Linked DNA regions of Drosophila melanogaster: region 1 is linked to region 2. A link is a contact called in public Hi-C data. All regions are on one chromosome and are shown on one strand. Each heading gives the region's core, a stretch centred on a gene start, on an enhancer-like site or on the middle of the called end of the contact. The rest is flanking DNA. Distances are from core to core; before and after follow the strand shown.

Region 1 (3,226 bases), core at 683-3,182, 250 kb after region 2:
GACTTTATATGTTCCAAAGTGTTGGCCGGCAGCCCGCCTCAAAGCATCTTGGATGATGTGCAAATGGTGAGTAGTTTGAAGCGATACGATACGATACGATAACCACTACCATTCTATGAACTAATCCAAACTCTATCCCTCTCGCTCTGTTTCAATGTTTCAAATCTTCAGGTACTCGACGAGGAAGCCGAGGTCTTTGTGGTGAAGATGTGGCGTCTGCTCATTTACGAACTGGACGCCAAGAAGAGCGGCCTTGCGGGGAAGTAGTAAGGAGATGGGAGAGATGCCCGTCGTGCGCATCACTGGGGAACTGGGCGGGAGCAGGTGCGGATCCGAGGTATCGATGGAGGAGCAACAGCGTGAAGTTAGATTCTAAGTTACTCTTACGGAACCTATGCGATTACAAAAATGTACATAAGGGGCGTGCTCCGGGAATTGTTGCGGCCAAATGTCCAGCTTTGTTTTCTAAGCATCCGTCGCGTGCAAGGGATTTACAAGAAATTGATGAATAGCGAGCGAGCCAATCGTGAAGAACAGCTTCATTGATTTCTAAATCCACCTTGTTAGCGTTAATTAATAAATATTAATCATCGATAATTGTAAATATAAACCGAACTCACTTATAAATTTACACCACCAGATGCAATAGAAATAAAAAAAATCGCATAGCCCATGTACATTTCAGTTGGTCACTAATCCAATTCTCCACTTTATTTGTTGCGTTTGTGAACGCAAATGGAAAACTATCATCATGTCAATAAAATAATGAAAAGAAAATGCTGAACTTGACTTTTGACTGGTCGCAGACGAAATGCAAGCAGATGGACAATAAGCCGTACAGGAATATTAGAAGGATAGAATTTAAAAAGGATTCTGACTGATCTGCAAACCCTGCAAGCTAAGTGAATCGATAGCCCTGCTCAGATTGGAGTACACGATTGAACGTTAAGGTTGATTGACTTTATGCTAGTGATATTGAAACGATTAAATAAATACACGATATAAATTTGACAAAAGCACGCATAACATTCGAAATCAACAGTAACACGTAGACGCGCTTGCCTCCAGATCCCGATCGCTGGCGATGTCCAGACCGGCGGAGGCATTGCCATTGTTGAAGTATTCGGAGGAGACGATCTGCAAAGCGGATGTGGATAATTGGAAACACGAATGCCAAGTATTTGGTTGGTAGCTAGCTCACCTTCTCCACCACATCTTTGAACACATCGCTGACGAACTGATCGCATTTGGCTGAGGTCTCGATGAAGAGCGCCCTGTGCTTCCTGGCAAACTTTCGACCCTCCTCGCGATCCACAACTCGCTCCTCGTCGATCTTGTTGCCTACCACAATGATGGCAATGTTGGGATTGTCGCTGTAGCTATCCAGTTCAGCCAGCCAGGTTTCCAGCTTGACCAGGCTGTCCCTGCTGGTGATGTCGTACACTAGAATGGCGCCCAGAGCCTTCCGATAGAAACTGGGCGTCAGGCTGCGGAATCTCTCGGCGCCCGCCGTATCCCACAGGGCCACCTTGTAGTCTATGCCGTCCACCTGCATCACTTTGCTCTTGAAGTCCATGCCAATCGTGACGTCATGGTTCTGGTCGAACTTGTTCTCCACGAAGCGACGTATCAAACTATGATGAAATGATAATGAAAGTTGATGAGTGATGCAAGCTTTTGGTAATATACGCAGTGGAATTGCTCCATGGACTTGGGACTGCACCTGGACTTGCCCACGCCGCTTTCCCCGATCACCAGCAGCTTGATAGCCCGATCAGCCATTGTGTGGTTTGAGCTCCGCTTAATGCTTATCACTACTGTTATTTACTTAAAACGATAAGAATATTGCCAATTGTATTATTTATGTAGATTATCTGGAGTAAGTGAGTGCGGCGTTGCCACCTTGCTGCTTTGTTTACATTCTCACGATAGAGATGGACCACTGTAACAGCAGCCTTGCCAGACCGCCACTTCGATCTAGTGGTGACCTGTGGCCGTAATCTGGCTACTTTTTTGCACACACATTTAGCTTCTTAAAATAATTTAATTCCACCCTTTTAACAAAACCGATCGGGTCTTGACTTAGGAGGACTAACTATATTTAAAAAAATAATTCTGTTGTTACTACCATAATAAACGCGCAATGAAAACTAAAACACGTTAAGCAGATCAAATTTTGTTGCCACATAGGTAACAGTGCGTTCCTTATATTGTTGTATAAAAATTAATTAAAAAAAAAAAATTAATTATAAAAAATAATTATAAAATATCATAAATTTAGGATTCCTTCTGCGCTCAAAATAGTTGGTGTTATAATTATTTTATATAAACGTTTAAATTATATAAGAAATAATTTTCCTCGAAAAATAATTCCGAAACGCGTAATGTCTTAATTTTATAGCTCTCTAAAATGGTATTATTTAGCTTTTCATTGGCATTAGCAAAATAAAAAAGTAAATATTGTGATTGAATATTTTTGCAATCGTAGTAATTTGATTTATCTATTTTAATGACGGACTCGGAACCGGTTCGATATCAGCGTTGCCACTGGTTCGACGCTCGAAGTTACAATAGTGCCACCACCAACTAGTTCTTTCCTCCAAGTCCCATCTTTCTTTTTTGACGTGACCAGCGAGAAAAATGGTTGGTATTTTGTGAGCGAAAAGATTTCTAACCTATTTTACAACGAAACGAACAATTAAAAGCCAAAGTAATGGCTAAAACGCGCCCCAAATTACTGCCGTTCATGGTGTTAACACAAAATGCGATTAATAATGCAGTACCACGCTAGTTGAGACGCGCAACGCTAGCACACTATTTTGTGCTCACCCCTAGCACCTCTGCTTCTTCTTCTTTCCTTTTCTTTTCGCCGCGTTTCCGGAGAGGTTGCGTTAAGCCACGTGCTGAATTTCTTAATTTGCTGGTTTAGTGAATACGGAAAATTCGTTGGTTTTTTTGTTCTGTGCTGAGTGTTAAAGAGCAGAGCTAGAAAAATGGTTGGTTGGTTACACCCATCGACACCCGATGCTCTCAGCCCAAGGGCCAATGAACATGCCATTTGCAGTGCAGCGATACTAATGTTCTTGTTTTCTGCCCGTTTGTTTGTGCTCCCGTCCAGGTGAAGGTTAAGTGCTCCGAGCTGAGGATCAAGGACAAGAAGGAACTCACCAAGCAATTGGATGAGCTCAAGAATGAGTTGCTCAGCCTGCGCGTGGCCAAGGTGACC
Region 2 (3,417 bases), core at 751-3,250:
CTACACTGTAAGCTTGTTTATACATGAATATTGATGTGTCTGCGTGTCTCGGCATGCAAACAAACATGTTTAGGCATGTTTTTTGTGTGCCTTTCGGTTATTTGTTATTTTCTGACTTTGAACTTGCACATTGTTGTTGCTCCAAACTCGAATACCAGTGCGGCCAAAAGAAGAGGAAGCCGTCGAACGGGGAGGTGAAGCAACAGCCTAAAAATTTGAAATTCCCCCGAACAAGCGAGAATGAGCGACACAGAGAGGCAAGCCAGAAGAGAGCACCAAAACAACAACAAATCAGGTGCAACAACATTGCCAGCTAGCCGAAAAAGTCCACATTGTTATAATCTTGGCAACGTGGTTTCCGATCATATGGTGGCCAAAAATGGGCGGGGATTGTATAATCGGGGGATATACTACTTTATATGTGTATACATATGTATGTATGCATAGACGCAATGTTTTCTTTGTGGGAGTGGCAGCTCCTTTTCGCCTTTGTTCTCTTTCAGGCGTAAAAAAACCGAACATTAACGGTGAAAGCTGTAACACACACAGACGCACTTATGCTCGGCATGTGTATGCGTGCGATTGTGGGTGTGTGTGTGTGTGAGTGCTGTCATTGTGTAATCGCCGAATTGAACTCCAAATTTTTTCCATAACCACTTACTGTCACTTTGCCGGAACAACAACAACAGCGGCAAGGCAGAGTCATACACTTAACAAAAAGTTGACAAAAAAAAGGTAGTTAAAACGTTGGCTATGGTACCGGGAAAGAGGTGCGAATAGAGCTCAAGACACGGACATTGGAACAAATCCACACAGAACAGAACATGACACCATTTTCCGTCACATCTCTCTGTTTTGGCAAACACACACACGCACTTTTTTTGTACTAGGTTATGTTCCGCGTGCTGCGATTTCTTACCTTTGTGAACCGCTTGGGTAACTTATTTTGCTCACTATCTTTGGGTGCTTTCAAAGCTATCTACTGCACACGCGAGTTGTGTATTGTTTTTGCTTATTTGCTGGCGATTTACTGTCGTTTTCTCAACGCTAAAGTGCTGCACGAATTAAACACGTGTCTACGTTCCACCTTTTACAAATCACAATAACATGGCCGGCGTGCGGCAGTGTTGCCATGCATCCGCAAAACTCTGGCAATCGGAGCTGCCTGCTTAATCACCCGCACTCGCGATGGCCAAATCCTCGAATTACAAGAGCCTTTGTGCACACAAAAAAAAAATATAGAAAAAATCACTTCACAGTTTGAATCGCAGCCCAATTATTTCTAGAAAGCCGAAAAACGTGTGCACGGAGTGCTGGTTATCAAATCGAATGGCAGCACATGCACAAACAGGGCTGCCCACGCTCATCGATAGGTATCGATTGGGGCAATAGGTATTTTCTTAGGCGGCGTTGCCACCGAATGTGCACAAAAGTGTTGCAAATTTCGCGATATTTCGTTACGATATTTTGTGGAGCAATACTTTTGGGCATTTGTAATTTTCCAACGTAGTTCTTGGGAAGTTCTGATTTCATTTTGTCTTACCACAATATGCTTGTTCATGCGAATTTCAGCCTATTTTTTGTCAGTATAGCGCACTATAAATCGATAATTTCGAAATAATATTTATATAGGAGCAGATAGCGACTTCAATATCTCAAAGAAAACAATCACTAAAAATCTTCTTTTTAATTTAACACAGTGATGTGTGTAATTCCAAATGATATTTTTTTAAATTTATAAAGCGGCGCAAAATAAAAAAAAGACCAAGCTAGTTAGTAGTGAATGCATACATAGATTTTTGAAATCCCTTCAATGATTTAATTACCTCCTGTTTGAGCGAAGAACATAAGCAGTGTGGATAATTAATTAAAATAATAATAATAGCAATTATTTGCAGCATAAGTTGAATGATATAAATGAATTATTTGCACATGTTTCGAGACCCTATAGTTTCTGACAACGGTTCAAATTGACCACACGCGAGATTTGCGACGAAAATAAGCAACGGTCACACTTGGTCACGTCGTTCACGTTTTCTATTTACGCATAAACGAATAAAAAGCGCCTAAAAGTGCTATAAAACATATATGTTGTGTGCTCATGTGCTACACATATCGCAGCGAGTAAATTTAAGGTAGTAGGCAGATCTTGTTGTGCATGTGTGTGGGTAATCACAGTTCTAGTTTTGTAATTTTTTATATTTCCTACACTGTAAGCTTGTTTATACATGAATATTGATGTATGTGCGTGTCTCGGCATGCAAGCAAACATGTTTAGGATTGTTTTTTGTGTGCCTTTCGGTTATTTGTCATTTTCTGACTTTGAACTTGCACATTGTTGTTGTTCCAAACTTGAATACCATTGCGGTCAGAAGAAGAGGAAGCCATCGAACAGAGAGGTGAAGCAACAGCCTAAAAATTTGAAATTGACCACACGCGGGAGTTGCGACCCAAATAAGCAACGGTCACACTTGGTCACGTCGTTCACGTTTTCTATTTACGCATATACGAATAAAAAAAAGTGCATAAAAGTGCTGTAAAACATATATGTTGTGTGCTTACGTGCAACGCATATCGCAGCGAGTAAATTCAAGGTACTACTCAGATCCTGTTGTGCATGTGTGTGGGGGTAATCACAGTTCGTGTCTATGTGTGCGTGCGTATGGGCTTGATTGGTTGGGTGCGTGTATGAGTTCGGGGTCCTTTGGATTTTCGAGAAATCATCGCAAAAAGGGTAATACATATATGTATGTATGTTTGGGTGGTCAAACAGCGGGGGCACTCAATTTCGCTGGCTGGCAGCGGGGCGACGAACTTAACCTCAAATCCTGGGTCACAGTTCCAAACGTGACGAAAGACAACAAAGCAAACAAAGCCAATAGGGTCAGTCTGTCGGTGCGAGTTCCAATCGAATTCAATCCCGTTGCCAGTTATACACATCGATAGCCGAATCGGAAGAGCAGCAGCAGGGTTGTGACTATAACGATTGCATTCGAAGCAATTCGAAGATTTGAATCTGTGATTGGAACGCTACATATTCCTTCCAGAGCGCGCCCACAAGGAGGCCAAGGCCAAGCAGCTACCTTGCCATGGTAAAGAAGCGTCAGGCGGACAGTCGCGACCACGATTGCTCAACGGATTCCGGCAATGAGGATCTGCATCATCGAAAAGGACTCGGCTCGCCCGGTCAGTCGGATGGCGCCACCCCCACCACCGCCAGCTGCCAGCACATCAAGAAGGCGGTGGACGCGGCCCGACTAAGGCGTCTACTGAAGTCCACGGGTCTACTCTACGAGTGCAGCCAATGTCAGAAGCTGGGCAAGACAGCGGGCAGCGCTGCGGGAGCGGGAGCGAGTGAAGGAGCTGTCGGTCCTGGCGGAAATCCGGTCACCTTCGAATTTGACAACACCCTGTGGC

Evidence for each region. Hi-C and Micro-C count contacts between places; a contact is called where the count stands out from the background.
Region 1: a contact with region 2 is called in a Hi-C map of the Kc167 cell line, with 3 times the contacts expected there. The contact joins the promoter of Rab18 here to the promoter of Usp16-45 in region 2. A contact is called at or near these places in 26 of 107 Hi-C or Micro-C datasets (the Clone 8 cell line, the D17-c3 cell line, the Kc167 cell line and 9 more) and 1 of 6 datasets of contacts at active chromatin or transcription factors (the Kc167 cell line).

What each region holds. Positions count from the first base shown.
Region 1 is chrX:5,669,880-5,673,105 of dm6, forward strand. Rab18 reads right to left here and starts at 1,933. Exons shown (of 3, transcript NM_080005.4): 1 at 1,724-1,933; 2 at 1,202-1,634; 3 at 948-1,137. The coding sequence starts at 1,782. The coding sequence ends at 1,036. It overlaps CG4119, which reads left to right. Exons shown (of 6, transcript NM_001297970.1): 5 at 1-66; 6 at 172-773. The coding sequence ends at 267. It overlaps RpL35 (Ribosomal protein L35), which reads left to right and starts at 2,522. Exons shown (of 3, transcript NM_001297971.1): 1 at 2,522-2,643; 2 at 3,119-3,226. The coding sequence starts at 2,641.
Region 2 is chrX:5,419,533-5,422,949 of dm6, forward strand. It overlaps Usp16-45 (Ubiquitin specific protease 16/45), which reads left to right and starts at 2,001. Exons shown (of 5, transcript NM_167037.2): 1 at 2,001-2,135; 2 at 3,048-3,417. The coding sequence starts at 3,090. It overlaps spoon (spoonbill), which reads right to left and starts at 804. Exons shown (of 5, transcript NM_167034.2): 1 at 662-804. The coding sequence starts at 706.